Linked DNA regions of Anser cygnoides: region 1 is linked to region 2. The links are chromatin contacts, called in public Hi-C maps. All regions are on one chromosome and are shown on one strand. The core of a region is the stretch at or near the end of the contact, and the rest is flanking DNA. Distances in the headings are between cores, read along the strand shown. Region 1 holds the start of SNAI2 (snail family transcriptional repressor 2). Region 2 overlaps LOC106038398 (chloride channel protein C-like).

Region 1 (5,842 bases), core at 1,763-4,262, 340 kb before region 2:
TGAGAAAAACTGAGCTGGTAATGGCTTAGCTTGGGTCCTTCTTCCCTCTTTGATAACAAACACAGTTCTGGCACCCTTCCATTTCCAGAAAGCTGTGTAACAAAAGTTGCTGTCCCTCTCAGAAAGCCTGACAGGAAAGGGATTTAGTGGAGCTGTCAGAAACTGAGGCTCACAGTTTTTTATTTAAACACATAAACAAGTGTCCTGGTCTTCAAAAAAAAATAAAATCTGCTAGATGGTTGAATGTTTGGGCCTAGCCATGCTGTCAGAGCAAAGCACATACCAAGCTTTCAGGCAGCGGATGTGCTCAGGTCACTTCCCACCCGCTTCACAGAGCAGCAATTAGCAGTACAGTGGCATTAGCAAGACAGCTTTACACCAGCTTTCAAAGTGACAACCTAAAGAAGCCCAGAAAGACCAACTAATTGTAAAATGCACAGGGGAAGCACTCGGCCCGACTTTTTGTAGGTGGACGCAAGGCTTTGCCCGCAGGCGGCAGGAGCTGTCGGGGAGCATCTGCTGCCCTCCACCAGCCCCACACCTCCCTGCCTCCCCGGCTAAGGGGTACCCTCCCACCCACCCTCTGTGCTCGACCTTTGTGTTTCCTTTCTTGCTCAGGGATGGATGCTGCACGTCGGCGAGTGCCCTCTCATCCACATTTGCTGTAAACACCCAGAACACCTGTTTACTCTGACTCACCCACCCCTCATGCAGACTCTCCCTTTTTTTGACAGCAGACCTCACTCAGGTAGTATGTACTGCTAATATCCTTTCAGAACCGTGTAATAACATGCCTTCTATCCAATTCCTAACATCCTTCAATCAGCTCAGCCAGTGGGCTAACTGCTTACGCTTCTGTGATTTATATAAGTGCAATTAATTTAAACTGCATCACTACAGTGTTATGCTGGTGAAAATGCCCCGAGAGGGAGTACCTCACTGGTGAATCAGACCCTTTACTTTTAACAAATATACAAAGGAACAGATCTCGAGCCAGTGAAAATCTGCATGGCTCCATTCATTTCAACACACAAACTTAAACCAGCTCAAGGTCTGAATCACAGCTCATGTAACAGACTATTTAGATACAGACTAATGCCTCACATCCTGAAATACAATGCTTTCCCAGAGCTGGCGGGCGACGGGGACTTCTCAGATGGAAGAGCTGAGAGGGGACCGGTGCCACAAACGCCCCTTTCAAAAACGTGTTGTAGATTTCTTCATTCCTGTGGAGAGGAGGAAAGCAACAGCTTGTGTTTTGGCCAGCATTGCTTTCTGTGCTGTGAAGAGCTGCATTTCTTCCTCCACCCCAGCTATAAAGCAGGTAACTTGGAAGTCCCTTTCATTGCCACTTTCCCTTTCCTTCCCTAGTCTGGGTGTGTTCCCCGCAGCTTGGAAATCCATGTGACACCTTTCACTGACACACACCAGAGCTAGACAGTGAACAGCTGAATCTTTTTAATCAGTTCTTGAAAATGGCTAACTTTCCCTGCACTTGTTTTGGCATCCCAAAGATTAAGAAGTCATGCAGCTTGACAAAGCACTTTGCTCTTACGTGTCTTAACAGAACCGGATAGATTTTTTTTTTCACATCTCTATTCCAACACCTGCTGCAAAAATAAAAAAAGGGGGCTGGGGTGGTCTCTGTGCAACACCCCTCCCAACAGGACAGAGCCCTAGCGGCACACCAGCACGGCATACCAATATGTGCCCAGGCAGGTGTAGTTAAGACGCAAAGGGGGGGAGAGGGGTGGGGAGGACAGAGCAGGACTCAGTCAGAGTGTGGTCTGTGTTAGAAATCCACCAGTGTTCAGCCATCCACATTTTCAAAATGCAAATGTTTTAAAATTAAAAAAACATATCTGTGACTAAATGGCTTCTCAAAACCAATCTAGATAACCAGAAAATTCTGTGGCACATTTGAGAGACTTTAATCCTAAATGAAATACATAACTCAGATTATACCTTCATAGGAAATCAAGAGGTCCTAAATATACTAATGGAGAAGTACATTTAAGAGACATTTAAATTACCCAGTCTATAATTTTGGGGGTTTTGCTTATCTGTGCATCTTTTAACTGCTTTGGATAATTAGGAAAATTTCCTTGGCAATGCTCTAAGAGGATAGGCAAAAGAGTGACATAACTACTCCCAAGGAAGGAAAGGTCGAGGTTTTGCATTCTGTAGATTTTTAAAATAAAAAATGAAAGTGTCCTTCACATGAACAGTCTGAAGCAATATGCATATGTGTAACATGTAAAACCTATCACCCAGATCTGAAATGTGTTGCCTTTTCATGGGCTGCTCCCTCTGCTTTGACTCATTTGAAGCATCTTACTGGCCCTTCTGCCTGGAAGGGCCAGGTTAGGGAGGCATGCTGCTAGTCTCCAGCATTTCCTGAACGCAACTTTTCAAAGGCAGCTCCCAAACAGAGCAGGCACACAGTCTGTTCAAAACCTTCCATTAGCTCTGCCGGCTAGCTTGTTATCTTGTAATGTCCCCCCCCTTCTGCCCTTAATGAACAGTTTGTTCCATTGTAATTCTTACATCAAGCATCTGGAAACCAGACAGATAAATTTTTACACACCAGATAGATTTTAAAAAAAAAAAAAAAAGGAAAAGGAAAAAGAAAAGGAAAAGGAAAAAGAAAGAAAAGGAAAAGGAAAAAGAAAAAGAAAAGACTTTCGGTACACATGACTTATCCAGGAAGAAAAAAAGGATTCAACTGAATCAGTAAACTGACCTTGTTAAAAAATAAAATAAAATTTAAAAAAGCACTTTGACCGACACGTTTTTCTAGTCAGAAATTCTGAAGAGCAACGTACACTTTGCAGAAGGATAATGTGCTCTGACAACAGACTGCTCCTCTGTTCACAGCTGTCTCCAGCGGGAGGAGCTGAAACCTGAAGCAAACCCTCCAAGCAGGGATTGGATCCGTCCTGCGAGCAGCCCTCCCAGAAAAACAGGCTGTTTGGAAAAGTGCTTGAGAACATCCAGAAGTGATTGGAGGAGCAGAAAACCCTTCCCCCCTGCACCTGACTTGTGGGTATTTACAGCACTTTTCAAGGCGCCTCTGCACTGCCACTACACAAGCAGAGTGCATGGACGGCGCGGGGCAGACAATGCGATAGGGACCGATGTACCAGCAGTGATAGTGTGCGTGCGTGCTGCACACCAGCCAGGCACCGTTACACGAACCTGAAAGGAGGCTCTGGAAGAAGGAGAAACCCTGCATTCAAAATGCCACGCTCCTTCCTGGTCAAGAAGCATTTCAATTCATCCAAGAAGCCAAATTACAGCGAACTGGACACTCATACAGGTAACAAAATGAGATCGACGGCTGCCGCGTTGCTTCTGAGGTTGTGTTTATGGCGTGGTGGTAAAGAGGAGGGGTGGGATTGCTTTTACAGGCTTTGGAGAATGGGTTAGTTCACTGCTAGCTCTTTTATCTTTTGCTTACAATGAGGGAGTTCTGAGAAATATGTCAGTGCTGCTCAGAATGAATCACGAAGTTTGCTCATCCACTTGAACTCAGTTATTAAAAGTGGATTTGGAGTTTTCCTGTTCTACATCTGTTGGAAATGGAATTGAAACTTTTGTGCAGATCCTTCAGGAAGTTTCACTGCTTCAGTGTATCAGGCTGCATAGGTTTAGAAAGAGCATGCTGCTTTGAAGAGACTCTCAAACTATAATTCAAACTATAATGCTGTCTCTACACATCAGTATGTATGTATCAAATAGTATTTCCTTAGTCCTCCCTATATTCAGATGACCATACTGAGTGTTTGATTTATGCACTTTTTAATCCTACAAATGTTAATTTTGTTGCCTTCTGAAATACTTTTCAGTTCTCTTACCTTAAAATTTTCTTCTTTCTCCAGTGATTATATCCCCATACCTGTATGAAAGCTATCCAGTCCCTATCATACCACAGCCAGAGATCCTGAGCTCTGTAGCTTACAACCCCATTACTGTGTGGACTACAACCGGGCTGCTACCATCTCCACTACCCAATGACCTCTCTCCACTTTCTGGATACCCCTCATCTTTGGGAAGAGTCAGCCCACCTCCACCTTCTGACACCTCCTCCAAAGATCACAGTGGTTCGGAAAGTCCCATTAGCGATGAAGAAGAGAGAATCCAGTCAAAGCTTTCAGACCCCCATGCAATCGAAGCCGAAAAGTTTCAGTGCAGTTTATGCAACAAGACCTATTCAACTTTCTCTGGGTTGGCCAAACATAAGCAGCTGCATTGTGATGCCCAGTCTAGGAAATCGTTCAGCTGCAAGTACTGTGACAAGGAGTATGTCAGCCTGGGAGCGCTTAAGATGCACATCAGGACCCACACACTACCTTGTGTCTGCAAGATCTGCGGCAAGGCTTTCTCCAGACCATGGCTACTTCAAGGACACATCAGAACCCACACTGGTAAGAACAACCATTACAACTGCAGGCTGTTGTTGCTATCTCATCAGAATGCCTTTCTGATTTTTTTTCCTTAAAGGTAGAAAAAACAGCAGTGTTGCTTGTCTGACCTTGAAATGCATATGTGCAATTTCAAATATATCATTAAATGGGCACATTCTTCCTTTTGGGGGCCTGGGTGAGAGGGAAGTGTAGCATGGCCTCACAACTGTGTGGCATATTCTGGCATAGATCAGCATCGCTCCTCTGATAATCCCAGGATGATTTAGCTTGTTTCCACTAGCTGAAAGTTTTGCTTTAAGGATTTTACGTTAACTTTCAGGCTTTGGAAAATGCTAACTTTAAGAAGGCTTCAGCTAACTCTGAAGTAACAAAACAGAAAGGCAATGCATGAGAGTTTAATCATTGACTCCTTAAGCAAACGGCAAGTTTTGCATGCGCTATCTCAAGTCCTTAAAAATTAGAAACACATCATCACCAAAGCATTTTTTTGTGTTGAGGCAAAAACATGATCTTCAGTATAACACTGGGTACAATGTAATGTCTGTACAGCTGTTTGCTGCTTTTCAGTCAAAGTCTTGTTCCAAGTTATTCACACAGAGCTAAGTAGAAAAGACTCCATGAAAATATTTGAAAATGCTGGGAGGAGCCCAACCTAGAAATACTGCCTGCACCTGCAGATGCAGAAGGTGTCAGCAGCTTGCCTGTGGAGACTGCGCTTAGCAGCGTATTCTGAAAGCCTGAGTTCTGCAAGTACAGTCAGCAGTGCTGAAAGCTGTTGTATCTGTGGCCTGACTAACTTTTTATTACACACGTTTTTTATGATAACAAATCATTTCTGTCTGCTTGTTTCTTAGGATAAAAGTGAGTTATACCTGTCCTAAACATGTACTTCTTTTTTAAAGCTTTATTTGTATTTTTACTTAATGTTTCCTTTTTAGGAGAGAAGCCGTTTTCCTGTCCTCACTGCAACAGGGCTTTTGCAGACAGATCCAATCTGAGGGCTCATCTGCAGACCCACTCGGATGTGAAGAAATACCAGTGCAAAAATTGCTCCAAAACTTTCTCCAGAATGTCTCTTCTGCACAAACACGAGGAATCTGGCTGCTGTGTAGCACACTGAGTCATGCAGTCAATGTTTACCTGGACTCAATGCATTTCTCCACTCCTGTTCCAAATGATAAGTGGAAATCCAAAGGCATTTTCTCTTCTACTTTTCAGCCAAAAAATAATAAAAAAATAAAATCACCAAAAAAATAACACTCACAAAAAAAAAAAAGCAAGCAAAGAAACAAAATAGTGGGAGAATTTAGAATGTCAGTAGAAATGAGCTTTAAGTAGTTCTGTTCAGTCACACATTCACATTCTTAAGTGTGAACTCTGATATATGGGGAAAGACACGATGCATGACATTTCAA
Region 2 (6,588 bases), core at 151-2,650:
AGGCATCAGAGAGCAGAAAGCACAAACCACTTTCATCCCTGATCCTTCCATACTGCCTTATGAATGAGCTGACTTTGCATACAGCTTGTTATTTCTGCCATTAACTTTTCATAATTCTCTGACCCACCATCAGATGGTCATTTTATTTCAGTAGCAAGATCCTGCTCATTAGCACCAGCCACTTGTTCATAGCAGCCACACCTGCCATTAGCTAGAGAAGGAAGGACCTTAGGCAATTTAATCCCCTATGTAGATTTTCCTCTGGCTTGTACAATGACATGGCATTTCCCCGTCCAAATCCTAAGGAACATGCTGTTTTCTCCTTTATTCTACATCTGTTGAAAGACTGATATTTCAGTGTTTCACACTCAGAGGAGGTTTTTGAGTCTTAACCTTTTCACAATTTATCACATTCCCCATATCCATCAGTAAAGATCTTGAGAAATAAATCAGGCCAATAAACTGATATATTGCTTTAATTCTGTTTGAACAGAGCTGGCAGGAAAATGGAGAGAATCAAGGCTACTTTTCTTCACGTGTGAACAAAAAGGAAGACAACTCATAGGTCAAAGGATCCAAATCGGTATAAATCAAGCCTCTTTCTGAGGCTGGCTGCTGAACAGCTTGTCCATAGGAGCATCACCAGTACTGGATAAGAACACTAATTCTAGGCTAGCCCAGTACCGTCCTTTCTCTTCAAGCCAGTGTTTTGTCTTTTCAAGGCAGCATGATTGAGAGGTAAAAATACAAAAGGGATGATAGAAATACAGAATGTCCTAGACACAAACCACACCTTGTAGGAAGATGCTATTCCTCTTCCTACACCTAGAGCCACGAAGATCAAGGACACACAACACAAAGACACGAGAGACAGAAGGCTGCGGGAAGGCACATCATAAGGCTGGACCGCGTGCTCGCCAAGGAAAATGTCACCACATCTACTGTTTGCCACAAAGAGCTGAGGAGGATGAGGGTCAAGTGTCAGCATGGGGGGTAGAAAAACGCAGCCAAGAAAGAAGAGGTGGGCAGATGCCTGTGGGGTCTGCCATGAGAAAAAAAAAAAAAAAAAAAAAGGAAGCATTTTACAAACCTGTTCACTGCAAGTCCCACACTCATAACTGTTTCCAAATGGAAGGCCGTGTGAAAAGCCAAAGCAAACATTCTCAATTCTTTTTGAACCCATCAGACAATATAGGAAAAATATGTGCATTTTATGGTTTGAGGGCACAACCTTTTAATTATGTTTTTGCATTGTCATGTCCAAGACCTTTTTTCTCCTCAAAAATTAATATTTCCTCAAGCAATGCAGCTATTTATCTTGGATGAACATGAATTGAAACACAATCTCCCTGTGCAGAGAGAGGCACAGAAGAGTTATAACATGACACCTAGGGGAATTCAGAACACATTGCAATGCAATCCTAATCATTTTTCTAGTGCCTTTTCAACTGATTTTTGTACAGTTCTCTTAACAGTTTCCAGCTATTGTTTTGCACGTGCTGTACATGCATGCTCAGGGAACTTGGACAAAAAAAAAAAAAAAGTGCAGGTAATTGGGAAGGCAAAGAAAAATTGAAGCAAATAAAATGTAGGGGTTTTTTCCTCTCTACTAGAGCTGAATTAAATGTGGTTCTGTCATCCAAGACCAGCAAGTGTTCTGGCACACATTCACCTCTCAGTTCCCTGCAACAGCCTCATGGACACAAAGCTAAGGAAGATGTCAATCAGCTGCTTTTGCCCCTGAGGACCTATATCTGCAGCAAGACCCTAACTTAATGTTTTATAAACAGTACTTCAATGAAGATTTATTGAGTTATTGCAAGAAACTTCAGGCTAAAAATTCTTCTACTTCAGAAGAGACATTACAGTTAGTGGCAATTGGAGCTCTCAGAAACTTACACCTATTGTTCAGGCATCAGCTTTCCCCACTTTGAGTCTTACAGATCTCATAGCTGGCCAACAAATCATACAGATCTTCCAAAAGATGTCTAATAGCAATAGCATAAGCAAAAATAACAGAGTACATTTGTTCTTAAAGGCTAAGCAAGCACTAAAGTATCACAAGGACACTGAAGGAGGAGTGTTTCCGTAATCATTCTAATTATTCTTTCACAAGAGACAAGCTTGTATGCACTTACACCACTTCCAAGTTAAAATATCACAAAAATGCTTCCTACACAATTTACACAGCCTATCACTAAAATGAACCCAGCTCTGAGTTAGTGCCGATAAGCAGCTGCTTTATCAAATGCTGCGCAACAGTGTACTAGGAGAGAAAATCCCCGCTTGGTCACTTTGGGTGAATTCCGACATCTGCAAAGATTTTAATGAGATCTTTTTGGGCAGAGGCAGCCAGGACTTGGTTTAGTCATAGGTGAAATTTCCACGTTGTGAAAGCTTGCCCTTGTGACCTCAAAATAACTTCTGTGTTGATTGAGCTGAATTTCAGCTGCACCTTACAACTCACCATCGCCAGGTGTTGCAATCAGGGAGGCTCAAAGAACCTCCTCTCTAATTAAAAGGCTGTTCTTTGCACCTTCTTTAGCTTTCAACTTTCAGAGGTTTGCTTTGAAAGTATTGCAGTGTAGACTCAAAGTATTCTGCTATAAAAGGAGGAGGGAAGGCAATTTGAATGTGGAGGGTGTTGCAAGGGAATCTCAAAAATCTGAAGTCTATAAGGCATAAATTTATCAGAGCGACCTGGGAATCTTCCCTTTGCATCACTTGTCTATACTACTGCAAATCCTTCTCTCACTTTGTCCAGAAGTCTATATTCAGCCCCAAAATAAAAAGGCGCACTGCACAAGACCCTCAGCCCCTCACAGAAGTCAATTCACAAGCCAGGCAGTGTGGCCTACTATTTTTTTTGTAATCTGGAAGAAACAGAGATGGTATATTCCGCTTCCTTGATTGTAAACTGCTGAAGCTACTATCATTTCTGTAACCAAAAGATGTTTGAAAAATAAGAAAACAGAGGGGAGGGGGGAGGGGAAGGGGGAAGGGAAGGGAAGGGAAGGGAAGGGAAGGGAAGGGAAGGGAAGGGAAGGGAAGGGAAGGGAAGGGAAGGGAAGGGAAGGGAAGGGAAGGGAAGGGAAGGGAAGGGAAGGGAAGGGAAGGGGGAAGGGAAGGGAAGGGAAGGGAAGGGAAGGGAAGGGAAGGGAAGGGAAGGGAAGGGAAGGGAAGGGAAGGGAAGGGAAGGGAAGGGAAGGGAAGGGAAGGGAAGGGAAGGGAGGGGAAGGGAAGGGAAGGGAAGGGAAGGGAAGGGAAGGGAAGGGAAGGGAAGGGAAGGGAAGGGAAACCTCTCCAGGCAAGCTAGAAATAACTAGGCCAAGAATTTATTTCTCTGTGGTCCAATGTGTGTGGGACACTATCTATGGTACATTTAGCTGCAGCAGCAAAAGCTCAGCACAACTTCGGCCACACAAACACCTGAAAACTTAACATACTTACCATTATAACAGTGAGTGAGATAGTTAGTCTTGACACTCCACTGAAAAAGGAGGCAGCTCCAATGGCAGCAAACAGACCTGGATCAATCCATGCTCCGTATTCATTAGTTTGAACACCAAAAATGGAAACAAGAATCAAACCAATTATTCTGCCATACAAAGCTCCTGTGTACCTGTATGTAAGAAGAAAAAAGAGCACTCTTTTTGCCAGTGATCCTGTTTTCTAGAAGTTCTTCTAGTAACTTGCTAGTCCCAGATTTAATCACAAACTTCTGTAACAACTCCTTTCCCCAAAAAAGCTCTAGCTTCCTTCCTTATTATGAATGATTACTTAGTTCCTATCACTAGCATGAAACTGCCAAATTTGCTATAATTTGAAGAAAAAGAACTATCAGCATGTGTTGCTTAATGTTGTTCAAAGGCAAATGAGAATAAACCTTACAGGAATACAGTCAAAAATACGGATTACAGATGTACGCACAAAACAAACAAACAGAAGAAACACTTCTAGAGCTCCAGCTTTATATAATTTCTTAAAACTAAGTCTACCTGCGCCCCATAAACCTGGCAAGTAAAATGTTACAACCACATAACAAATGGGGAAATGGAGTAATAGATATTATATTAATGACCTGCCCAAAGCTAAGCAGGAATGAAGCTGTGAAGAGAACCCAGGAGTCCTCAAACTAGCCATGTGCTACATTGAAGAACAAAACCAAAATTTAGCACAGCTGAACATGTAATTGCTGGGGTGAGACACAGCATTTAATTCCATATGCAATTAAATATACATTTCCAAGTGTCAGCCCATGAACTGGATTTGTACAGACATTCACCTTCCAGGAATGGTGAATTATTATTATATATAATATAGGCACATATGTGATATATATTATCTGACTTGGGGAGCATCATCTTGCACTATTACTCTCTCTTCTTTTTTTCTCTCCCATTTATTCATACAGTTGATTCGTTCTATTGATAGGTGCAGTTCTAAAATGGTTACAAAAATTAGCTTAAGGAGCTGGCTGAAAGTCTTGACTATCAGTATCTACACAGCCAAATATGCCACGCTTCAACAATCCCTACATATCAAAAAGTGGTTTAGACCTCAGCTTGGAGAGGATAGGAGGTGAAAAAGAGGGGCTACTCAGGGGTATGGCAAAGAAAGGAGGTTGTACACAAATTTCTTTTCAGAGTTTTTTCGGTATTTGAACTGCATCATGCTGGATACCCACCCTCCTTGATATCCAACATCAAATCTCTCAACATTACAGATTAGAGCAGAGTTCTTACAACCACAGCTTTCTAAAAACTACAACAAAAGACCTAACAGCAGTTTTCTCCAAAGTCTAGGGTGTTGATGTCCAAGATTAAGATTCAGGCTATTATGTGCATAAGAAACAGATGAAAAGTCTGGATCTGAACTGGTATTTCTACAGTTACAGAGATGGAGCCAGCAGTCGAGGCTCTCTCTGGGTCCCCAAAGGATTCAAATGATCTATACTGGAAAGTACACAGTTTTGGCTATCATCCTTCTACTGCTATTCTCAGATGATTTTTCTTCATTCTTTTCCACAATTTTAGCCTCTCTTTCCAAGCAAACCATCCTGTTCCACCTATGCAACCTCCTCCAAGCAATTATAGCTTTGCTATTGCCAACCTTTCAGCTTACAACTCAGGTTGTTGCTACTCAACACAGGCCTTTTGTATAGACAGCTCAAACCAAAATGGGCAAAGCTTACAGCATAGGAATAACCAGGCCACTGGCAACAGCAGAACCTGCAGTCCAGCAGCTGAGGATGAAATAAAATGCCAAAGCAGTGCACAGGGATGTGTATCCAAATTCCTCATGAGTCCCACGTTTAAAAAGATATGTGATCCCTTGCTTCCCATTTTCAACTAGAAGCGCAGCAGCTGCAACACAGAGGAAGAGATGTGGAGAGATACAAAACAATAAAAGGATCCCTTACAAAAATCCATGCTGAATTAGTCCTCATTTGCCTAAGCATGACAAAAGTCAGTAAAGTATATAAATCAGTTAGTTTGAGTTGACGTGACAAGTTATCTGAGGCATTTTCAGGAAAACAAGGAACATAATTTGTTCTTTCCAGTCTGCTGTGTGATATTAATATTGAACTAAACAAGGAGAAATAGCAACCAGTTAAGCCAGGGAATGGCAACGGTACTTCTTTAGCAGGGCTCTTTCCTCATCCTTTTCAGAGGTAATAATTCAGAAACTTCCCAGTGTATTGGGATCAAATATGGGATTTAGTTCTGACACATCCCTCCAAAGGGAGAAGTATATTCTTTTGAAGAAAACCTACATTACAAGTAAATATACTTGGATATCACATCCAGTTACATACATCGTTTGTTCTCTGGTATCAATCACTTAGCTCACCTTACCTTGATTGAAGGTTCGATTAGAATATCTGACTCCATCTGGACCAATCCATGATGTGCTTGGTGAACAACCATATTCTGAAATTTCCCTCTTGAACAGATTTCTGCTTAAACATCAAAAACATACAAAAAATCTATTAAATGGGTGAATATAACTAACCTTAATGATTGCACAGAATGTGTCTATTAGGTATAAATTTTACACAGAAAGCCTACTTTCCCTTTCATCTCCCAGTTAAGTTGTTTTATTCACTAATAAATCTAGTTTACTAGATCAATTTATTAATTATTCCATGAAATTAATAAACCTGGTTTATTAATGTTCATGTTCCTCTGCATAAAGCTTCTGCTGCTGAAAACCAAAATTTCTGAAATCAGGAACCACATTGCACTACCTAAAACTGGGAAAACAGGGGGAAAAGAATGGTTTAAAATGCACAGCCTGGCCTTGATCTTGTAACTGTAAAACAGGATCAACAGACCAGAATTCTGTCACTCCTGATGAACATTTCTGTGGGTAAGCACAGCATCCCAAGCTCTCAAATGCATCTGCAGATGGACAGTTTAGTAAAGGAGAGCACCACAGAGATCAGGAAGGACTCAGAGGTTCCCATCTCCCACAGCACTGCAGGCTGTACCCAAACCACACCTAAAAGATGTTTGTCCAGTGCATTCTCAAAACTCTCCCTTGGTAAATACTGGCACCAGTTATTTCAACATCGGAAAACTTGCA

What was found. Hi-C and Micro-C count contacts between places; a contact is called where the count stands out from the background.
Region 1: a contact with region 2 is called in a Hi-C map of granulosa cells, with 4 times the contacts expected there. The contact joins the promoter of SNAI2 here to the enhancer-like site in region 2. A contact is called at or near these places in 2 of 7 Hi-C or Micro-C datasets (granulosa cells and liver).

The regions. Positions count from the first base shown.
Region 1 is chr2:119,836,583-119,842,424 of Taihu_goose_T2T_genome, reverse strand. It overlaps SNAI2 (snail family transcriptional repressor 2), which reads left to right and starts at 3,012. Exons shown (of 3, transcript XM_013184984.3): 1 at 3,012-3,319; 2 at 3,882-4,427; 3 at 5,366-5,842. The coding sequence starts at 3,241. The coding sequence ends at 5,547.
Region 2 is chr2:119,497,278-119,503,865 of Taihu_goose_T2T_genome, reverse strand. It overlaps LOC106038398 (chloride channel protein C-like), which reads right to left. Exons shown (of 17, transcript XM_066992985.1): 10 at 5,859-5,959; 11 at 5,195-5,366; 12 at 3,451-3,622. Among named protein-coding and RNA genes, the nearest start is that of UBE2V2, 65 kb to the right of the region's middle. Within about 2 kb of position 1,400, at least 1 of the 3 cell types and tissues checked has open chromatin away from gene starts, as enhancers often do.